Regions from separate parts of the Mus musculus genome. Here region 2 is linked to region 1. Evidence: chromatin contacts called from public Hi-C data. All regions are on one chromosome and are shown on one strand. The core of a region is the stretch at or near the end of the contact, and the rest is flanking DNA. Distances in the headings are between cores, read along the strand shown.

Region 1 (6,230 bases), core at 1,695-4,194:
CTATGGATGAGAAGGGAGGCATCCCCCTCCTATCATCTCCTCCTCCCAGAAGAAACTACTGCAGTTCCTGGAATGCAGGGCTTTCTACAAGTGTGATTCTCACATCTCAGCTCGCAAGCCTGATGGTTGTGACACCCACGGCTTCCACATTGAAAAGCAAAGGTTTCCTTGACTCAACACTTTCCCCTCCCTGGAGGCGGGCATTGAGCTCTGGGTTCAGTGAGAGGTCCTCACTCAAAAATAAATAAAAATAAAATAAAGACATAAATACATGTGTGTATGTGTGTATGTGTTGTGTATATGTACATAACACACACACACTCACGCATGCACAAATATGCTCATGTGCACATACCAAACGTGATTTCTATTTCTTTTCTCATTGACTTCTGAAGCAATTCTTATGTCCATCTTCACAGCAATGGTTGGCTCTCAACCTTCCTAATGCTGCGACCCTTTAATAACCGTCCCTCCTGTTGTGGTGAAGCCCAACCATAAAAATTATTCTGTTGTCACCTCATAACTGTAACTTTGTTACTGTTGTGAATCTTAATGTAAATCTTTCTGGAGACACAGGGTGGTCAGAAGAGTCGTGGCCCACAGGTTGAGAGCCACTGCCTTAGAGGACCACGCTAGTGAGGCTGCGTTCCCATTCAACACTCACACCTGTATCATTTGCCGTTTACTGCTTTAGTGACGAATCAGCCACATCTCTCCCTAAGATTTCAAGCGAGGGCCTTGTGTGCCCTTGTGAGCTGTTCAGAAGGGGCTTCCTCCATACAGATGAGTACCACGCACTGCAGACCAGAAGTGACCTTGTGAGTGTCGGATCGAACCATCCTCTCGTCATTGTCACTCCTCTCACCTCGATCCCTGCTCATCCTTCTGCCTGGGGCCTGACTGGCTTGCCCCATTTCACGATTATCTTCTCCCTACTAGCCCATGACCTATGCCCTGACTCTGGCCTCAACATAAGTCCAGACCTAAGTCACAGTTCATCTCCTGTGGGTTCCTTCTTAGCCCTCTTTCCCATCATCCAGCATCCTTTAGAGTTCACTCAACTGAGGTGCTAGCTACCTTTCTCTTTGCCGGGACAAAGTATTTGGCAAAACAACTTAAGAACTGAAAGGTTGATAGTCACTCATCATCTGGGGTACAGCCTGCCCTGGCAGGAGGAAGAGCAGTTGTGGGTCACTTAATAATGAGGACATACTCTGCAGATGTGTCCTGGTACAAATGACAGTAGATGTGACAATGAAGATGACCGTACTACAATGATTTTATGTATCTAAAAAAAAAAAAAATCACAAAGGTAACTAAAAATGCCCAAGCTATGAGAGTTTCCACGACCGTCTCACAAAGCCTCCATCTATAGATAGCCTGTCTTTGAGCAGAAAGACATTGGGCACCTCGTGACTGTAGCCTTGACTGAACTCCCAGAAGCGCTGGTCTCTGAGTCAGCCATGATACATCCCCACCATCTTCTCCAGTGAATCCCTCCAACATGCCGAGGGCTGACATCCTGGGACATAGTGAGAATGCAGCTTGCAACAACAAAGCTGAGACACACTCTTGGGGACAAGAAGCTCTAACTCATGGGGCTGGATTAAGGAGCACCTGGCAGGCACAGTAGTGCACGACTGTAGTGGGCAACAGAATGTAGATCCTACACTACCTGTCTTAGCCTCCCAGCAGCTCTGAGGCTGGAAGGGCCTGTAGACTTTCTCCTGTAAGGAAAAACCCTATACCCCTGGCTTCATCGGTACCAGGTGTGTCCACCAAGGAAGGCATGCCATTAGCTCCACAATTTTGGCCCTAGAAAGGAACACCAGAAAGTCATCTGCAGAGCATCCCCAGCGGCTGGCTTGTGGGTCCTTCTTAGAAGGAGGCTTGAGTTGAGGACCTAGCCCAACATGACGTTTAGAAAGTACATGCCATCTTCATAGGTGCAGCATCCATCACTGATCAGATGCGTTCTGGGCACCCTAAATCCTAATCATTTACCAAGGACACTTGCACACGCCCATAATAAAGGTTACCCAGAGGAGAGGCATTTTCCATCCATTTCCATGAGTGGAGGAGAAATTGCAGGGGAAGCAGATACGATATTGCTGGTGGAAGAGCTTGGGAGGGGTCCTAAGTATGTAATCTACCAATTCTAACACATTCCTCGCATGTCACTGGGCCAGGCTCTGTCTGTCTGCACTGACTTTGTCACCACCCATGGGGTGTGGATGCTGGGAGGTGACCCCCACTGGGGCTTCAGGTGTGGATGCTGAGCCGACCCTGGGTAGAGATGGTCAGAGATGAATATGGGAGACAATACCAGGTCACAGTGGGAAGGAGATAAAGCATTCTTGTGGCTCGTGTGCATCTTGATGACTCTACACTACATCTTGCTTCCCTGCAAATCAAGAGCTGGATCGCTGTACTGCACAGATGGAAAGTTCCTCCTTCTCACTGGCTAGAGTCTGTTCCTTCTGCTTCCTGGACTTGATACAAGGCTCATCTGTGGGATAACCCCAAAGGAGGCAGGGCTGAGTATCCTAGCATATACCTTGCAGACATGGGGACTCAGAGGAAATTCCCATGTTCCCCCATGCAGAATCTCTCCATGAGCAAGCACAGGCTGAAGGAAAGAGGAAAAAGGACAGATGGTTCTGAACTTCAGAGTGAAACCTGCCACAGATGGCAAGGTCCCACCTGCCCTGGGAAGTCATATCAGAGAATGAGGCTTCAGGTACACGGAAGAAGAGTGCATTTATACACCATAGTGACTGTATTGAGGATGTTAAAAAAAAAAAAAGAGCTTTAGTCCTATGACCAACAAGAATATGTAGCCAGTACTCAGAGAGCAGGGCCAGACTCTCAGCCATCCCTTACACTGAGAGCTCCCGGCCCCTCCCTCCCCAGCCCGCAGCTGTAGATTCACAGAGCCACCCACTGAGCTCAGATCAGCTCCTGGAGAAGTCTATTTGGTACCAGCCAACTCTTCCAGCCCCACATCCCTGAGGGAGAAGCAGGTGCTGACTGCCCTGCCTAATCTAAGTTCAGATGGAGTGTGCAGAACAGAATGTCAGCCTTTTGCCTGTGTGGAGGCCCCAGGGCACGTGGATCTGGCCTCCATCAACAGGCACAGAAAATCTGCCTCTGGCGCTCTCGGGACACCACCCTGTTCCTGCCAAAAACATTACCAGGGCTGCTGAGGTCCACAGGAGACAGACTGCCCAGGCAGACTGTGTCTCCCAGCTTTCTTGGGCTCTGTCCAGCTGCCAAGAGAGACACGGTGCCCAAAGGAGAACGAAACATGTTGCCCAAAGTTCTGCACTATGCAATGGCACTGAAAGACTGTCAAGCTGAAACTAAAATAAGATAAAACATGTAGCTTTTCTTTTCAAAAGCAAGCTACTAGAAACACTGAAGGCTGTGGGGTTTTGTTTTGTTTGTTTGTTTTGTTTGTTTGTTTTGTTTTGTTTTGTTTTTTTGCAATCCCACGGGCAACAGGCACTCAGGCCCTTCACTTTCCCCACCAACAATGCCAGGAAATCAACTTGCCCAGCCTGAAGACTGGCGCTGCTTTCCTTTACAAATTAAGAGCTGATGCTCTTCTGAGAGGCAGCCCTGTTCCCCATCAGCTTCCTGGTGTACACTGCTGGTTTTCCCTGCAGTGGCCTACTGGTCTGCCAATGTCCCTGGCTTCATTTTAACTTCTTGTGAGAATGTGCCAAGGCACCTGCAAGCCTTTTGGGAAAAAAAAGGGGGGGGGTGTAAAAAAAGAAAAAAGAAAAAAAAAGTAAGGAGAAGCTGACAAATAAGCAGGCAGAGTTTAGCATTTGCATCTGGCAATCTAAGAGGCCAGTCTGGGAGCTAGAACTGTCTGCACAAGGACTGACAAACAGGCTGACCGCGTCCATAGGGCCAGACAGAGAGGCATGAAGCATCTTTGAAGAGGATGAATGATAGCTTAGAGTATCAGGTGTGTTAGATACGAGTCCCAGTAGAAGAAGTCACCCCCAAACCTACGCATCTTCAAACCAACCTCACTCAAGTTCGTGTTTTCAGGAGGCTTGGCTGTGGTCCGGGGCTCTGTGCAGTGTGATCAGTAGCAGCTGGAACTTTGGGGAATTAGGAAGGTATCACCTCGTTCAGCCTCAGTCCCAGAGTGCTGTCCTTTCCCCCTCTGGCTACTTTTCAATCCCACCACAGGCTAGCTTGTGTGTCCTCAACAAGATGGCAGCCAGTGGCCACAGGACACATTGTGTGTCAGCTCGGAAGTCGGGCAACATACCTGCCAGCTACCAATGAAGATCCTGCAGGAGGCAGGAGCCTTCCCTTCTATGAGATACCATGTACCTATGAGGACTGAAAGTGGCCCGGTGTTCTGGGGGAAAGGAGACAGCCTTCCCAACTCAGAGGGGTGGAGGGCAAAGATCATGGAAGGTGGAGGCTTTAAAACTGCTATCCCAAGTCAGCACGCTCCAGCCATTGCTGGAAGAGAAAGATGCACATGGTGGACTAAGCTCATCTGCTGTGGTCCAGGGCAGCAGAGCATGCCTGCATAGAGACGCAGCTCAGGAGCAGAAGTGTACATCTATCTTTGTGGGGACACTGTCTCATGAGCATTGTGCCACACAGATCCTCCCAAGCCTTGCCAGCCTGACTCATCCAGCCAAGCATATTCCAGGTTGCTGGCTGGAAACACTTCGGCCCAGAGAAAGGGGCTTTTACGGGTGGTGCCCTAGCCTGCCAGGAGCACCTTGGGTCCGGTTTTCCTGGAACAATGGGGGATATACTACAGTCTAATTAGTCTCTGGCTGGGAGACTAAGAGGACACAATATGTGCTTTCCTGTTTGGAAAACTGAAAACAAGTTTTAAAGAATAGATGCTGAGTTCCTACTGAGCCCATTCTTTGTACTAATATGGCTGCGACCCTTGGGTGCTGCCTGGGTTTCAAGGACCAAGTTGCTTGGAGGACAAAGGTGAGTGAGTAGATTTGGTCAACAGCTGAGGTGCTTGAGAAAACAGCCAGCGAGAGAGAGAGAGAGAGAGAGAGAGAGAGAGAGAGAGAGAGAGAGAGAGAGAGAAAGGCTGGCCAGCTGTTGTGTTGTGTGGATCACTAAGGCCTCTGCCCCAGCCTCAGTCACCCTGGGTCTCTAGTCTCCATCCTGCCCCATGTCCTGAAGCAGCCAATGCTGGTCACGCTGACAGACATCCCCATGCGCTCTCTCTCTCTCTCTCTCTCTCTCTCTCTCTCTCTCTCTCCTGCATGCTGTGAAAAGCCCATCTTTCCACACAGAGAAAACCTGTGACTGCCCTGCCCCAACACAAAAGCCCGTAGTAGAAAACCCAGCATTTGGCGCTCAGAATCCTCACGGAACGAAAGATGTTATACCACAGCAATGCTACCTACCACAGAGCTGACCTGCCCATGGTGCCTTTCCCGAGACAGGGCTGTGCCCCACGTATCCCTTTCGGGAATAAGATTTTCAATGCACTGGCGCAGTCAACCCTTCCAGGTTAGATCAAAATTAGAGGCCGAGTACACAGGTAAGTTAAGAGCAGCACTTTCAGGTGGGCGTGGAGTCAGAGACAGCGTGAATAAGTATTTTGTTTCTTTCAGTTTGCCTTAACTGCTGTTTCTTTGCTCAGCTCCCTGGATGTGGGTGCTCATGTACATCAAACCCAGAGAAAACTGATGCAAGACAGTCTTGCACAATGCTGATTTCTATCGGAACCCCGATACTTCTCAAGGACGGGCATTAGTGCTATTGGGAGCCATAGATGGTTCTAGGTAGCAGGCTTGTGTTTAAACAGGACGTGGGGCTATCCCTGTTCCCCAAATTCAGACCAGAGAACCCGTGCTCAGAGGCTAAGCTACTTCAGAACTCTTATGGCCCCTATTCCCCTGGCCCCATCTGACTGTAATAGAGAACCTTTTTTTTTTTTTTAAATCTATCTCCTATGGGTTGAGTTTGCTCGATATTTTCATTGTTGCAGAGGCATTGGAGATACACTAGGCAACTGCTCTACTGGTGATCGACATCCCTGAACCCTGAACTTGACTTTTTCTTTTGTTTTAAGCCAGGCTCTCTGCAAAGTGCTCAGGATGACCTTGAACTCACTCTGTAGCTCAGACTAGCCAGGACCGTGCAGACCAACACTTCCAGCTCCCTGGGTAGCTGGGATTCCAAGCCTGTATCACAAGCCCTGATTACTTTGCTTTTGTCTT
Region 2 (6,230 bases), core at 1,176-3,675, 180 kb before region 1:
GATTGGGTGTTGAGAAGTGACCTGGTATGGAACACCAGTTCAAAGCTAACCCAGCAAATGGGCTGCAGAAGAGCTGCTCCCCCCCCCAGTCTAGTCTAGCCTGGTTCCTCTGACCCAAGGCTAGCCAAGGTCAGCCTCCCAGCTCCCAGTCTTCCCAGTATTTGGTCTTCCTAGCCTTGCAGCCCCCCACCGAGATTATCAACTCCCCTGAAGTGAGCTCTCTGCTGCTCAAGGCTTTGACACTTGAGTTCTAAGTCGTCCCTCATTCACCAGTGACACAGCCCACAAGGGGTGCTCATCAGACACCCTCGAAGAGCACTCCAAGTGGTCACATCTTGTCTCCAGTGTCCTTGACCTTCTATAGAAAGGACAAGACAGGAAGTGGAGGCCCCACCCTCGCAGTTTTGGGGGTGGAAACTGCTCCTTCGCACTAGGAAGTGACCTGCACCATGGAACCTCTCCTTGGCCGGGCTTCCCACTGGTGTGTACATCACCCAAAGTCCCTTGACTCCTGTCCCTTGTCTCTAATTGTTTGCTATCTTGAGCAGCTGCCAACCCCCAGAAAGCATGGCTTTTCACCAGGCAGGATCCCATGTGAACCAAATTTATGTCAGTAAGTGATGGTGAAGTTGTTGAGCTGCCCCACCTGGATTCCAAGCAGCGTAAAGAGTACTACGGGAGGATGAAGGCCATGCTGCCCAGTGGGATAGTGTGTTCAGGAGGGCAATGGAGACCACAGTGAGAAGAGGCTCTGGACTTCCTGAGCAAAAGCACCTCTGTCATGGGGAAGGCATATTTAGCCAGAGTTCAGATTCATAGGCAACAGAAGGGTGCCCATAAATGATGTGCTAAGACAACTTTGGAGTTTGGAAAACGGCATTGCTAAGATCCCTCGCTCAGTCACCCTGTGTGAGCACAAGCACGTGACATTTCTTCCTGACATGACAAATCCCTGAGGCAAGAAGGCTTATTCTGGCTCGCAGTCTGAAGGGACACAGGGCCTTTGTTGTGGTTAAGTCACTGCAGAAGGCATGGAAGGTATGGGTAATAGGGACAGGAAGCCAGCCGGTCACAACTGGCTGAGCCTAAACAGGAAGTGGTGCTGGGTTATAAACCTCAAGAGCCCGCCTCAGTGACTCATTTTCTCTAGCCAGGATCCACTTCCTAAAGGTTCCACAATATTCCCAAGTAACGTCCTCTCACGAGGAACAAATGTTCAAACACGTGAGCCTGGGGGACAGTTCACATCCAATCACAACAGCATCCCTCTCCCCAGCTCTGCTCCTCCATTTTATATACAGCATGTTTCTCTCCACTCAGGGGTTCAAGGCTCCCCGACAACACAGTTGGGCCGTGAGAGCAGAAAACCAAAGAGTAGATTTCAAGTTAGAACAGTCCATGGTAGCACATTGTTGGTAACATTTGCCAAGTAGAACTGAGGAGCCTCCAGGGAGGGAACACCCTTACCCCAGTGCCTCTCGCTGGAACCAAGTTCTGCAGAGGAGAACACTCTGTGCAGGGTTTCGCCTGCAGGCAAGTCACATCTTCCTGGCTTCTCACGTTTCCACCCAACAGCCTTTCCCTAAGAATGATTCATCCTTCGTGATCATATGCCAGAAAGATTTTACTGAAGGAACCCTGTTATAGCTGTCTCGTGTGAGGCTATGCCAGTGCCTGACAAATACAGAAGTGGATGCTCACAGTCTTCTATAGGATGGAACACAGGAAGCCCAATGGAGAAGCTAGAGAAAGCACCCAAGGAGCTGAAGGGGTCTGCAACCCTATAGGTGGAGCAACAATATGAACTAACCAGTAGCCCCAGAGCTCATATCTCTAGCTGCATATGTAGCAGAAGATGGCCTAGTCAGCCGTCACTGGGAAGAGAGGCCCCTTGGTATTGCAAACATTATAGGCCCATTCCCAGTACAGGGGAATGCCAGGGCCAAGAAGCAGGAGTGGGTGGGTAGGGGAGCAGGGCGGGGAGAGGGTATAGGGAACTTTCTGGATAGCATTTGAAATGTATATAAAGAAAATATCCAATAAAAGAATTTGGTTTGTAACTACAAAAAAAAAGATTCATCCTGTACTTCATCCAAAGGGGGGGGGGGGGACAGACACAAGAGCACGGAAGGGGCTCTGTGGACCCACTGTTACAAAGTGGGGCCCACCTGGACCTTCACCTGTACACTGGGGCAGGCTGCATCCTGGGAACCTATACTATGCAGCAGAAATAGGATTCCCTTCCTAGTTTTACAGGACCAGCAGAAATGACAGTTCCCACTCGGGAGCCAGCACTGCACGCTTGCCTCCTACCTGCTGCTGTTTATCTGCAGCCAGCCAGCAAGCTGCCAGCTCAGATGAGCAGGCTGCATGAGGACCAGGCAATTTCTCTTCTGGCACTAAAGGCAGAAAGGGAGGGGAGGAGCAGCCTAAGTGCTTTTGAGGCAGCACAAGCATGCCCGCGTGTGGTCAACGGCCCATGCTGTTAGCCACGGGAGAGACGTTTTGTACCAGCCTGTGCTCAGAATGGCTCAGCCCACTCCTGATCTGAGGACAATCTGGTCAGAGCACAAACCCTTGGTCTCTGTCGGTACCACTTCACTGGGAGTGGGCCCATCTTCCTCACAAATGGGGTTACTGCACTCTTCAGAGCCTGAGAGGAAAAGGAATGTTCTAGCTTGGGCTCCAGCTTCCTCTCCTCTCCCCAAAGCCCTGTAACCTCCCCCTCCTCTCTGTGCATGCATGTGTATGTATACTTGTGTATGTGCATGTATGTATGTATGTATGTATGTATGTGTGTGTGTGCCTGTGTACACGAGTCAATGATTACATGAATGTGTGCCCTTGTGTGTGCATGCACGGTCATGTGTGCAAGTGCCACGAGGCATATGGATGCCAGAGGACAACCTCCACTGTTAGCCCTCATCTTTCCCCTTGCCTGAGGCAGGGTCTCTTGGTATTTAGCACCATGGTAGCTGGCCTGACAGAGAGAGCTTCAGGGATTCTCCTGCCTCTCCTAGCTCGCCTGAGATGTGCTGCTCTTATAAATGCCAGCTACCACTACAAGGTTTTACATGGATTCTAAGGATCCAAACTTAGGTCCTTACACTCCAACTGTGTCCCCAGATCAAAGTCCTAATGGTACCTGTTTGCAAGAACGCACGTGAGTACACACACACACACACACACACACACACACACGGCCTTGACCTTGACCTAGGGCCCTTCCCCCTTGTGACCTTAGCACCTTCTTCTTTCACTGAGGGCTGCACCCAAGGCACCCTGTGCCTGCCTCTGCTCTCCTGTTTCCTCTGCTGCTCCCTTGCCTCTTACCTCACATCTGGATGGGAGGCTGGAGGCTTCCCAAAGATGCTCTGGGGCTCTTCCAGATGGGCAGTCTCCCAAATCCTTCATGTCCCCTGAATCTTTCTGATGTCATTCTTGCTCTTCGATGTCCTCTATCTGAGAGCAGGGTCTCTCTCCTCCCATCGCCTTGGCTCCCTGCCTAAGTAAGGAGTCACCAGTCGCCTAAGTCCCTGAAAACTCTAGTATCAACCTGAGTCTGTCTCCTGCATGCAGGGTAAACTTGGTGTGTGTCTTTTTCTAACAATCATTTTCTCTCCATGCAGTGGCTTGCTGCCACAAGAGCACCTTGGGGTTCCTCAGACCATTCTGTGATCCACCTGTTCATACATACCCTCTATTCCACCTCCATCTTACTACATCCCTCACATCTGCATGTTGATGTAGCCAAAGTAGCTTTGCATAGATGTGGGACCACTTAGCTTGCATTATGGGGGAAAGACTAGGTGTGTGTGGGGTGGGTGTATGTGTGTACGCACTCACGCACATATGTTCAGACGCACATGTGCATATCCTCACACAGCATACATATATGTGTAAACACACATGAATAAGTATATGGGAAAAGACACATAGAAACAGGGAAATAGAGATGGGAAACAGAGCTTGGTGAGGTCACTTCCCGTCCTCTAGTCCCGCCTTTCCTGAGGTAAGCAAGCAAGCTTTTATTCTTCCTCCAAGATTCTAAATTCAGACTGATATAAAACCCAAAAATGTTCTGAACAGCCTTAGGCACAGAAAAAAGTCCCAGCACTGAACAAACACATCCCCACGGGCACGCTCAGGAGAAAAGCAAGCAGCACGCAGCAGAACTGGGTTTGGCCTTGTGATGGCCTTGGATAGTCACTCTCACAGTCTACCTGCAATGCATGCTGAGAGGAAGAAAAGAGAGGCATGAGGGAACTTGTCAGAAAAGCAAGTGTGACCTCAAAGGTGCTTATTTAGCCACCCCCACCTTCCATCCCTCCCCTGGATAGCTGTCCCGAGTCATAAGAGGTTCCTGGCTAGGGGTGAAGCAAGGAGGGGAAGAGTCAGGTCCACAATGGTGAAAAGACCATTCTCTATTTGACTTATTCCCTGAGAGTATATCATGTCCCCTCAGAAGAGAGTCCCCACAGAGCATCCTCTTGATGACCCTGGCACCCTACAGACTTGATTCCACTATGCTAGACACAGACTCTTTACCCATCTAGGACGCTGCTCAGCAGGATGCTAAGAATATAGGTTTTCTTGTCTTTCCATGCGCTCAGAACGCTTAGCCCTGGGAAAACCCAACAAGTCAGTCATCCAAGGTGATAACTGCACAAATAAGTCAGTCTTCAGGACAGAGCTTCAACAGTGTTGGGGAGACGTTCCGTGGGTAGCTCTGAGGGGGCTGGGGAGAGGCGCGGGGGTAAGGTCCTTACAGTGCACATATAACCATCTGATCTTGGATCCCCGCACCCACATAAAGAGCCACGTCTGGTTGGTGCATGCCTGGAACCCCAGTACTGGGTAGGGGCTCAGAGATAAGTGATCCTTGGCGGCTCACTGCTCAGTCCAGTCTACCAGAAATCAGCATGTGACGTTCAGCAAGAGATCCTGTCTCAGTAAATAATGTGAGTGCTTACTGAGAAATGACAGCTGACATTTACCTCTGGCCTCCACAGATGCGCCTACCTCAACGTGCAGCCTGTATAGCTCATAAAGACACAGACTTAGACATGAGCAATAAAAGTTTAAAAACAGGGAGCTTTAAAAAGTGAACTGTGCCCCTGGAGAACTTTCTAGATTTCTCCTCCAGGAGAAACAACTGGAAAGATGCCGAGTGGGCCGCTCCCTGAGACCTACAGATGGCTGCATTCCAGACCACGAAGCAGAAGGCTGCTCCGTCCTTCTTGGAACACTTCAGATAACACAGAACTCAGCTAGAGGTCTGAGCCTCAGCTGCAGGAAAACAAGTTCATTGTTTTCTCAAGGACTGGTGCACTTCGATTTCTGATGGGGTTGTGTCCCCATAACTAGAGAACATCGTCGAAGCAGGCACAGAGCAGTAGAGCATCAGTGTCCCCCCCCCCGGGGGTGGGGGGAGGAGCAGGGCTATTGGAGCCTACAAGAAGCTACAGCCTACAGCCTACTCTCTCTGACCAGCATCTTACATAAAAAATGGTCATATAGGACATCACTATCCCTGAAAACACAAACATTTAAAACCCGAGGTATGGTTTCTTCTGATTGCCTATAGTTTCTTTAAACGATCATGAAATCAAACAAACAAACAAAAAAAAAAGATAACTTTCTCAAACCACCGTATGCCAGGAACCACGTGCATTAACTGGTCCCTTGACAGCAGCGGGCTGTAGAGTATGGAACTAGGCAAGGGCAAAGAGCAAATACTCTGTAGCCAAAAAGACAGTACTAAGAACATGTGTGAGATCAGACAGTACAAACACTTCAGGAGAGGCCACGAGGAGAGAGATTTAGCTAGAAAAGTATTTATTAGGATTGACCAAAGGGCTGAGGCAAAATAAGATACAAGGAGGGCTCCTCGATTCCTATGTGCGGAACTAGACACACAAGACACCATCCACTGCAGGAGAGGCTATGGAGGAATGGGAGGCCAAAGGACAGACAGGTCATGTCTTGGTTTCTAGAACTGAGAGGGGGCCTTCAAGATAACTACGATATGACTCTAAGCCAGCCAGCCATGAGCTATACAAATTTCAAGCTCTGAAGATTATGTCAATATGATGACATATATATATGCACACACACACACACACACACACACACACACACACACACATATATATATATGCAAATCAGTGGTGTGTGGAGCTGAAAGGACATAATCCCATAACTAAAACTTGAACCTAAATTGAGGTCAA

The links. Hi-C and Micro-C count contacts between places; a contact is called where the count stands out from the background.
Region 2: a contact with region 1 is called in a Hi-C map of cerebral cortex, with 3 times the contacts expected there. The contact joins two enhancer-like sites. A contact is called at or near these places in 4 of 484 Hi-C or Micro-C datasets (bone marrow-derived macrophages, brown adipocytes, cerebral cortex and 1 more), 3 of 115 datasets of contacts at active chromatin or transcription factors (embryonic stem cells, large pre-B cells and pancreatic cancer cells) and 3 of 9 other capture datasets (embryonic stem cells, embryonic tail and embryonic trunk).

What each region holds. Positions count from the first base shown.
Region 1 is chr13:51,927,360-51,933,589 of GRCm38.p6, reverse strand. No RefSeq gene overlaps it. Among named protein-coding and RNA genes, the nearest start is that of Gadd45g, 84 kb to the right of the region's middle. Within about 2 kb of position 2,944, at least 43 of the 459 cell types and tissues checked have an H3K27ac peak or open chromatin away from gene starts, as enhancers often do. A contact at or near this core is called in cerebral cortex, where this site is marked.
Region 2 is chr13:52,109,921-52,116,150 of GRCm38.p6, reverse strand. The region is part of intron 3 of 4921525O09Rik (RIKEN cDNA 4921525O09 gene); the gene reads right to left. Among named protein-coding and RNA genes, the nearest start is that of 4921525O09Rik, 16 kb to the right of the region's middle. Within about 2 kb of position 2,425, at least 37 of the 459 cell types and tissues checked have an H3K27ac peak or open chromatin away from gene starts, as enhancers often do. A contact at or near this core is called in cerebral cortex, where this site is marked.